Regions from separate parts of the Gasterosteus aculeatus genome. Here region 1 is linked to region 2. A link is a contact called in public Hi-C data. All regions are on one chromosome and are shown on one strand. The core of a region is the stretch at or near the end of the contact, and the rest is flanking DNA. Distances in the headings are between cores, read along the strand shown. Region 1 overlaps zbtb7c (zinc finger and BTB domain containing 7C). Region 2 holds the start of ctif (CBP80/20-dependent translation initiation factor).

Region 1 (4,075 bases), core at 1,527-4,026, 36 kb before region 2:
AAGAGCTTCTTGAAGTACTGGCTGCAGGCGGCCAGGACGGAGCGGTGGGTTCGGTACTCGTGGTCGCGGACGATGAGGACGACGTCGCACAGCAGCCCGTCGCGGCGCTGCTCGTTGAGGCTGCAGAGGACGTCGCTGCTGTGATTTGGGAAGGGGATCCCGATGAGATCCTCCTCTCTGTGGTGAACCATTCTGCTCTCGGCTGTGGTCTAGGAGAGAAGACCAGGGAAATTTATAGAAAAAGACCCACAGGCTGATAAACTCAATCTTTTAAATATTTGTCCATGTTGTGTTGATTTGTTGATTTGTTCAGGTTTGTCTCACTGTAGAAGGGAGTTAAATAAATAAAGCTTCACAAAGTAACCAGGATAAAAGTCAGTTTGAATGATCAAAAACCTGAGTACAAAAGAGTTGTCGTGCAGTTTCATTTTTTTGTCCAAAAATACCTTGAGAATTTTATACTGCGATTCACAAAGTCCTCTTTGACTTCCTGTTGCCAGGTGACGATTGGCCACAGTCATTTTCACATTGAAAATCCCGTCAGAAGCAGAAACATTTCGTCATCTCAAGCACCTTTAATTTTTTCATTCCTTTGAGGAAGACGTTAAGGCAAATGAGGATTCATTGTTCTAAAAACATCGATTTTAGGAGTCAACAATGACAAGCAGCTGCCATTCATTAGGTGAAGGATTTAAAAAAAGTGTTGTCATGTGAATAGATGGAAGCTGATATTGTTAACAATGAGTGACAGTCTCGCTTTATTAAAATATACTGTAGGCATGCTTGTTTGTGTGCCATCTGTGCAGCGAAGGAAACAAGCGGTAAATAAAGCATGTCTCATTTTCAGCAAACATCGCATCTTGTAATATTTATTCTTGAATGTGCCATCACAATCTCTGGTAGGAACGTGTTTTTTTCCACTTTGTGTGTTCGGGAAACCCATCATGCCGGCAGCACATTAGACAAAAGTCCACTGTTCTCCCATTAATATGTTTACTGCCGCTATAGATCGTGGTTCCTTCGGGACCCTGGTCCTGACACCTACCGTGGCCATGCTGACGCCTGCTGCTGCCATCATCATCATCATCATCATCATCATTATTTTAGATATTAATAATATTACTTTACTCATAAACCGACATTACCCTCTCCTAAAATCTCTGTGCTCTCCCTCCCCACAGGATTCTGTGGATGGTGGTTCTATCTGATGGTGGTTGCCTCTGCAGTGGTCCTGCTGTGCGCCTGGCTTACTACTCACAATTACTTGAATCATTTCTGTCATAGGAATTGCATGTATTATACATTGTTCATTCTGTACACATGGCATCCATTGTAGTCTGTCCATCCCGGGAGTGGGATCCCTCCTCTGACGTTCTCCCTAAGGTTTCTTCCCTTTTTTTCCCTCTTGTAAGGGTTTTTTCATTTTTTGGGGAGTTTTTCCTGTGCCGATGGTGGGTTTCGGGGCAGAGGATGTCGTATGTGTACAGACTGTAAAGCCCTCTGAGGCAAATTTGTAATTTGCGATTCTGGGCTATACAAAATAAAATGACTTGACTTGACTTCTGTTTGACGCTGCAGTTCCTAAAACAAACAATAAAGCGTGTGATTTCCATCCCTCTCTCTATCCGTCTTTCTCTCTATACCCGAGCACGAAGCAAGGCGATGCCTTCATGTGAACAACTTCTGGCGCGATTGGGATGTGGTGAGAAATGAAACGAAACGACAAAGGAGGTCAGATTGCACTCTAGATAGATGAACTGTATCCTGTCAGAATGCTCACTTGTGCACTAAACCCTCCCCACTCTCGTTTGATTTACGGCTCTGTGACTAAGAGCCACGATGTTCTTTCTGCTGCGCTTCTCTCTAAGAAACGTCATTCCGCAGCTTCCTGGGTTCCTACCTGTTGATTCACTGCAGCTACGGCGGTAAAGCTTCGTCCACATGTATGAATAGTGCTTAAAATACGCCGTCCACACTTGGTGGTCATGGAGGCCGGTGTAGACGGATACTTTGATGCGTGGCTCACTCGCCACAGCTGCATTGTTGACTGGCTCTAAAACGGCCATGGCTGAATGCGCGCACACACACACACACACACAGACACACACTTTCTTTTGTGGATCACCCCGAAAAAAGGGGAAAAATAAAGATTTTCAGAGAATCGCATACTTGTACACAACTACACCTACAGGTATACAACTTGCATACCAATCTTACATGTGGTTTATTCTTGTCCATCTTGTTGCTAGGTAACCGTTGCTACGTTGATACAGCGTGGTCATAATTAAAATGTGTATGGAGGGGGTGGCGGTGCAGGATGTAGGACCACGGACCTACTGCACGTGGAGCCACCTCGAACCACTCTGACGGAGGAACTGGGAGAGATCAGATGGCCCTGAAAAGTCCCCTAACAGGTTGCACAAACACCAGCCGAGGGGCCCCTCCCTGCCACGGCCTGCCAAGGCAAACAATGGCGCAGAGCTTGGAACAACGCGGAGCGGATAAGAGGGAGAGAAAGGGAGTCCGACCGGGAGGCCTCGGCCAACCCGCCGCGACGCGTTTGCCCTCCCACCCACTCCTGGTAAGTATGAGGCACGTGCGGCTGCTGCTGTTTGTTTTGCCCTGGCGCCCCGGCGAGCACCACTCACCTGCCCCCCCGCCCCTCCGTTCCCACTGTTTTTGCCCCCCCCCTCCCATAATTACATTGTGGAGAGGATCTGAGGAGGACGTGCCACATAGACAGGGAGGGGAGGAGGACACGGCTTTCTCACCGCGAGGTCCTGGAGCGACATTTCATCAGCCAAACAGCCTTAACCCTTTCAACCCCCCCCCCCACGCACACACACCCAGGCCTGTTCATGGAGCAGCCAGGTTTCATGGCCTTGTGAAAGGGTTCTGGTAATTACTGCGGCTCCTTATCCATCTTAGTCTTCCAGTAAAGTCAAAGAAGGGCATCCTCCCTTTTTACTCTCTGATAAAACGTAATGACCGTCATTCAGTGACACGTTTTTGAATAAATAAATAGTCTGAATCGTGTTTTGTTGCAATCATCAGCCGCAGCGGGTTTTTTTCTGTTCATCCCGCGTCAGCGAATTAAATCACTTCACGGGAATTCCAGTTCCATGTGTAATAACTATTCACACCTCAGCGACCAGTTCAATTATTAAACTGACCTCTAACGGACCGTCATGCCCGTCTCTCTGCGTGTCTCTCCCTCTCTCTCTCTCGTTTTCCGCCCGCCACGTCTCCTCTCATGCCTCACTTAGTCACTAACACGTTCAACTCAGCACTCCCACCCCCAACGATGTGTCACCTCCATTCGGCGTTGTCTTTGTCCCAAGAACTTCATCTGCTTTCCGGGATCTGAAAATCCCACCTCCTCCTAATCCCCCCCCCCCCCCCCCCTGCCCCCCCACCTCCTCCCCAAGCTTCACCCCCCCCTGCAGCTGTATCATCATTACGCCTGGAGGAGCGGAGCGGCTAACTTGTCCAAAGCCCTTGGCCGCTCAGGCCACAAATCAGCAGGCTAATGTCCATCTCGAGCCGTGTTGGCGGGCAGACACTCATTTGGCCTGTAAGCTACAAAGTTTATCCCTGTCAGAGCCATGCAGCCACCTGACCCACACCACACTGATGCTAAATCACCGGCAGCCAAAGTTCACCCCCTTGTCACCACCTGTCCCGCAGGCACAACACCCGGCACACAACAGCTGCACAATGGACAATTGCACGGACAATAACTTGCAGTGTTGACGGACAGAATCCACACCTTATTAGCAGGAGACATTGATTTGACCGGCTGTGTAAGCAAGTCCATTATCACCAGTGCGACCGTGCACCTGTTTCTCCAGCAGACAGCTCCTTGGTTGGGGTTTTAAATGACGATGGCCTGGTGCCTATAGGCGGCATCGGGGAACTTTCACTCTTAATTGATGTCAACTTGAGCAGGTGAACAGCGTATGACTCCTGTTCCACAAACTAGGTTGTTTTTTTGCAATAATTATAAAAATGCCAGGGCCAAATTTGAGCTTTTAGCTGGACAAGTTGCGGATTGCTTGAAAGTTATTTGTGGAAA
Region 2 (3,859 bases), core at 253-2,752:
ATAGGTGAGCTTGTATCAGAGGAGATGACAGAAATGGAGCATCTGCACAGCGGTATGGGAGGCAGACGGACAGATGAGAGGCTGGCAGCGCTGCGGGTGATGTGGAGAGGACAACAAAGTAATTATGGCATGACTAAGGATAGATATAGAGCTGTTGGGCGAGGGAGTGGGGAGGAAGGGGAGACTGAGAAGAAGAAGAGGAATGGGGCGGAGGGTGTGGTAACCTGCTGGAGCCTCCATCACGCCATGGTAGTTAATCAGCCTCTGACTGTGGTGGCGAACACGTTCCGCAGCCATCTGGAGGAGGAGGATAACTGTCTGACCTTTTCTACTCGCAGGCATATCTGCAGCTTTTTGCTCATCTGTCACTGAATTGTGTACCTTTCTGTCCGCGTTATGTGCGTCAGGCATATGTGTGAGTCTATATTTCAGTCAGCTTCATCTTCCAGCCGTCTAACATATTGACTAAAGACCCAGAAAAATCCCAGTGTTATTATTCACAATATGTACACATATAGAGAAGCACACACAAACACTCCAAACTAAAACAGTGGAGCAGTCTGCTCCTCCGACGGCACTTTTATCAACATCCACAAGGGGTCATAATTACATTGAAATGATGCTTCAGAGGGTTCCATCTGATCTGCAGTCATTTGTTCAGAGTCCTCGTTAAACACGTGTTGTTATTTGAGGGGAACTATAGGCCAGGATTTTAGAATTGTACAATACAATTGTATTATACAATATCAATGTGATACAGATTCTGGTTCTTGATTCAAGCCCATTACACTAAACTGTGAAGAATTATAGACAATAGTTCAGGTAGATATAGTACAGTTAAAAGTTGTTTAAGTCAAAGCTTTAAACAATTATGCTGACGATTACAGTCAGTCACTAACCTCTTAATTTTTATAAATAAGTTTAAAAATTTGTCTTTCTGTCGTGTAATTAGTTATTTCCAGTGATGGAAGAATAATTTAAATCCTATAAGCAAAAGTAGAAAAGGCAAAGAGTAGAAATATTGTGTTAAAAGTCCTCCATTCAAATTCTCGCTTAGGTAAAAGTACAAACATATTGGCCTCAAAATATACTTAAACTTAGTATCCAAAGTATACTCATTATACTATAAAGGCCTAGATCACTTTCATTTTGAAGCTCGTAAAGGTGGGGCCAAATTCGACTACTACTTCTACTACTATCTGCATAGCTTGTGAATTGGTCCCAGGGGTTCATAAAAGTTGTTGCCTACTCTTATCATCGTGATTTGTTTATTGATTATATTTTGCATTAATAATCTACTTCAGTAAATGTACTTACTTTCCACCACTAAGACCACCTTAATGGTTTCTGGGGGATTATGTGTGACGTGCTTATCTTGTCTTTTATTCATTTTAGAACTAAAAACAGTGTGCAGCAGGTATACGGGTTATAGTGTGACACGTCCAGTCATTCATCTGGCCTCTCCTCAAGCGAACGCTCGCGTTGACGCTGCACTCCATTTCCCACAATGCCCCGCTCTCCAGTTCACGTGTCACCGCGGCCAGCAAACCGGGAGTGAACGTCACATTCCTGCATTCCCCCTTTTCCCTTGGACGTCGGAGTCTCAGCTACCGCTACGTAGCTAACCCTCTTCCCCGCTTCTCTCCCGGAGAGGAAAAACAACACCCATGACGCGGCGGCTTTGACCTCAGGAGGAGATCCCGGGTTCACCAGGAGGCCGAGTCTCTCTTCGGGTGAGGATTTATCCCCGTTTTAAGCCGGGTGAAGGTGGCCGTCCGTTGCCACGACCGTGTCGACCCGATAACAGTTTTTAAAAGATGCGCTGGACCTGCCGCTGAGGCTGCGGGCGTTTTGGCCTCAGCAACCGGCGGACCTGTTGGCGTTAAGCGCGGCTGCCGCTTGGGCGGTTACGACCCGCGGTGTGTGGCCCGGTGTTTACCGTTTGCACTTAATAACTAGCTAGCGTTAGCCGGCTGGTTAGCCGCGGAGCTCGCGTCACCATTGTTACCGGCTCGCACGCGGGCAGTCGCGGCGGGGGTGCCGAAGGAAGCGCGCCCCCCCCCTCCAAACCCAGATGTGCCTTTTTAAAACTTTTGTCCGTGGAGACGATGCGGGTGCAGTGATGGCGGTGCACGTCATTTGGAGACACGGCGAGGCTAACGGACACACACACACACACGGGCTAGCATCCCAGACAGCATGGGCGTGGTTTGGGAGTGGACAATAATAATAAAAAAGGAACCGTAGAAAACTGTATCTGAGGTAGTGATGGCTTCGTCCTGGTTGTAAAGGACACCTTGTTTTGCGAACGGTTCGTTGTCTAGTAACGAAAGTGGCCGCAGGACACGAATGCCAGCGTCCATTCAAATAGTCCGATAGCAGCAGCTGAGCACGCTGCAGATCAGCTGCCCGTCCAACAACAAAGAGGAGATCACAGCTGCTGCTGGTCTGTGGCAGCACAGAGAGAATCACTGATCACTGAACAGCCACATGTGACATGTCTGATGAAAGGTAAATAAGTAGGAGCGAATAGAAGCAGTTGTATTTGTTTTGCATGTTGTTTGACTTTTATTAGTGGATGGGTCAGGTCTGAAACAGGTTGAAAGAATGCTGGAATGCAAAGGTAAAGTTAAAACACTTAAACTAACATTAAGTGGTCGTCAGGAGTTGTTTTTTCCCCCGGTTTTAGCCGGTTACGTCATAACATTTTGGAGATTCCTGCGGTTCAGTTGCTGATTGGATCAGAGTGACTCTGGTGAGGTAAAGGAATGTTTGCACGCTACCACAGGTCACACCAAAGAGACCCTCCGGATTTTAAAGTGACAAGAAAATCAGGACCAAGCACCGCCTGAATTTATCTTAAAAATACAGCTTTTTTTCTGAGGGGTGGGTGGAGAGAGAATTCAAAGCAGCGTAATCTAAAGAAGTCGGCCTACTTGTAAGTCCAGTTCAGCAAGTGTCACTATTCATTGACAGGAGATGCCTTAGTGTCTGCCGTCTGACTTCCACCCAGACCGTGTGTGTCATTTGTCAACCTCCTGCAACGTTTGGTAAACATGTCTTCATCTGGCAACACGGGCAAAAGGATCTAGAGAGCCGGACGTTCCAAGGATCGTTCCAATTCACTCTTGAAATGTAACTACTAAGCAATGACTTGCAAAGTGCTGCTGATCTTGACACCCAGCTTCAGATTCAGCTTCGCTTTGCCCGTCTAAGCAGAGTCGGTGCAGTGTCATCACCCCCGTGGTGTCCCGGCCCAGTAGAACCGCTGCATTGATGCCGTGACTGATTGAGGCTGCGAACTCTGCCCTCGAAGGCCCAGCAGTGGATGAAAGAATCCTCCCAGAGCAGCAGTCACAAATGTCGATGCCCTCTGGTTGTGCAGCAGCAGCAACGTAACCCCTACCTGCTGCTGCCGGTCCATGCATGCATGCAGGGCTTTGAAGAAGGTGGAGGAAGGAGCGCAGATAGCCGGGTGCCACGGAGACACTGGGTTGCCCGACTGCTTATCACGCCGCCTGCATGACAGAATTAACGAATGCAGGAGTGAGTGAGAAGGGAGGAAAACACACAGCAGACGGCCCGCCGCCGAGCGGTGGGATGCGCTTGTAGTTCTCCGGCAAATAGCATTTTGAAACAAGCAATCGCTACAGAACTATTGACTGGCTTTCTATGGCCGACCCCCCAACCCCCACCTTTTTTTTGTGTTCTCGGAGTCACTCGTTTTGTCGTCATCTCGTTTTGTTCAACCCCTGAACCGATAATGGCTGCGGCAGCTCAGTCCACGGCCGAACCTTTTGTTGTGTCCTCTTTTCACTTTTGTTGCCGTTCAGCTTTGAGGGGGCTCAAAACTTCTGCC

Evidence for each region. A called contact is a pair of places that touch in the nucleus more often than the background predicts.
Region 1: a Hi-C map of whole body shows a contact between it and region 2, with 1.7 times the contacts expected there. The contact joins the enhancer-like site here to the promoter of ctif in region 2. A contact is called at or near these places in 2 of 6 Hi-C or Micro-C datasets (tail fin and whole body).

Annotation. Positions count from the first base shown.
Region 1 is chr14:5,521,777-5,525,851 of fGasAcu3.hap1.1, reverse strand. It overlaps zbtb7c (zinc finger and BTB domain containing 7C), which reads right to left. Exons shown (of 6, transcript XM_078088115.1): 4 at 1-209. The coding sequence starts at 191. Among protein-coding and RNA genes, the nearest start is that of zbtb7c, 11 kb to the right of the region's middle. Within about 2 kb of position 2,776, at least 6 of the 9 cell types and tissues checked have open chromatin away from gene starts, as enhancers often do.
Region 2 is chr14:5,484,823-5,488,681 of fGasAcu3.hap1.1, reverse strand. It overlaps ctif (CBP80/20-dependent translation initiation factor), which reads left to right and starts at 1,502. Exons shown (of 13, transcript XM_078088109.1): 1 at 1,502-1,733.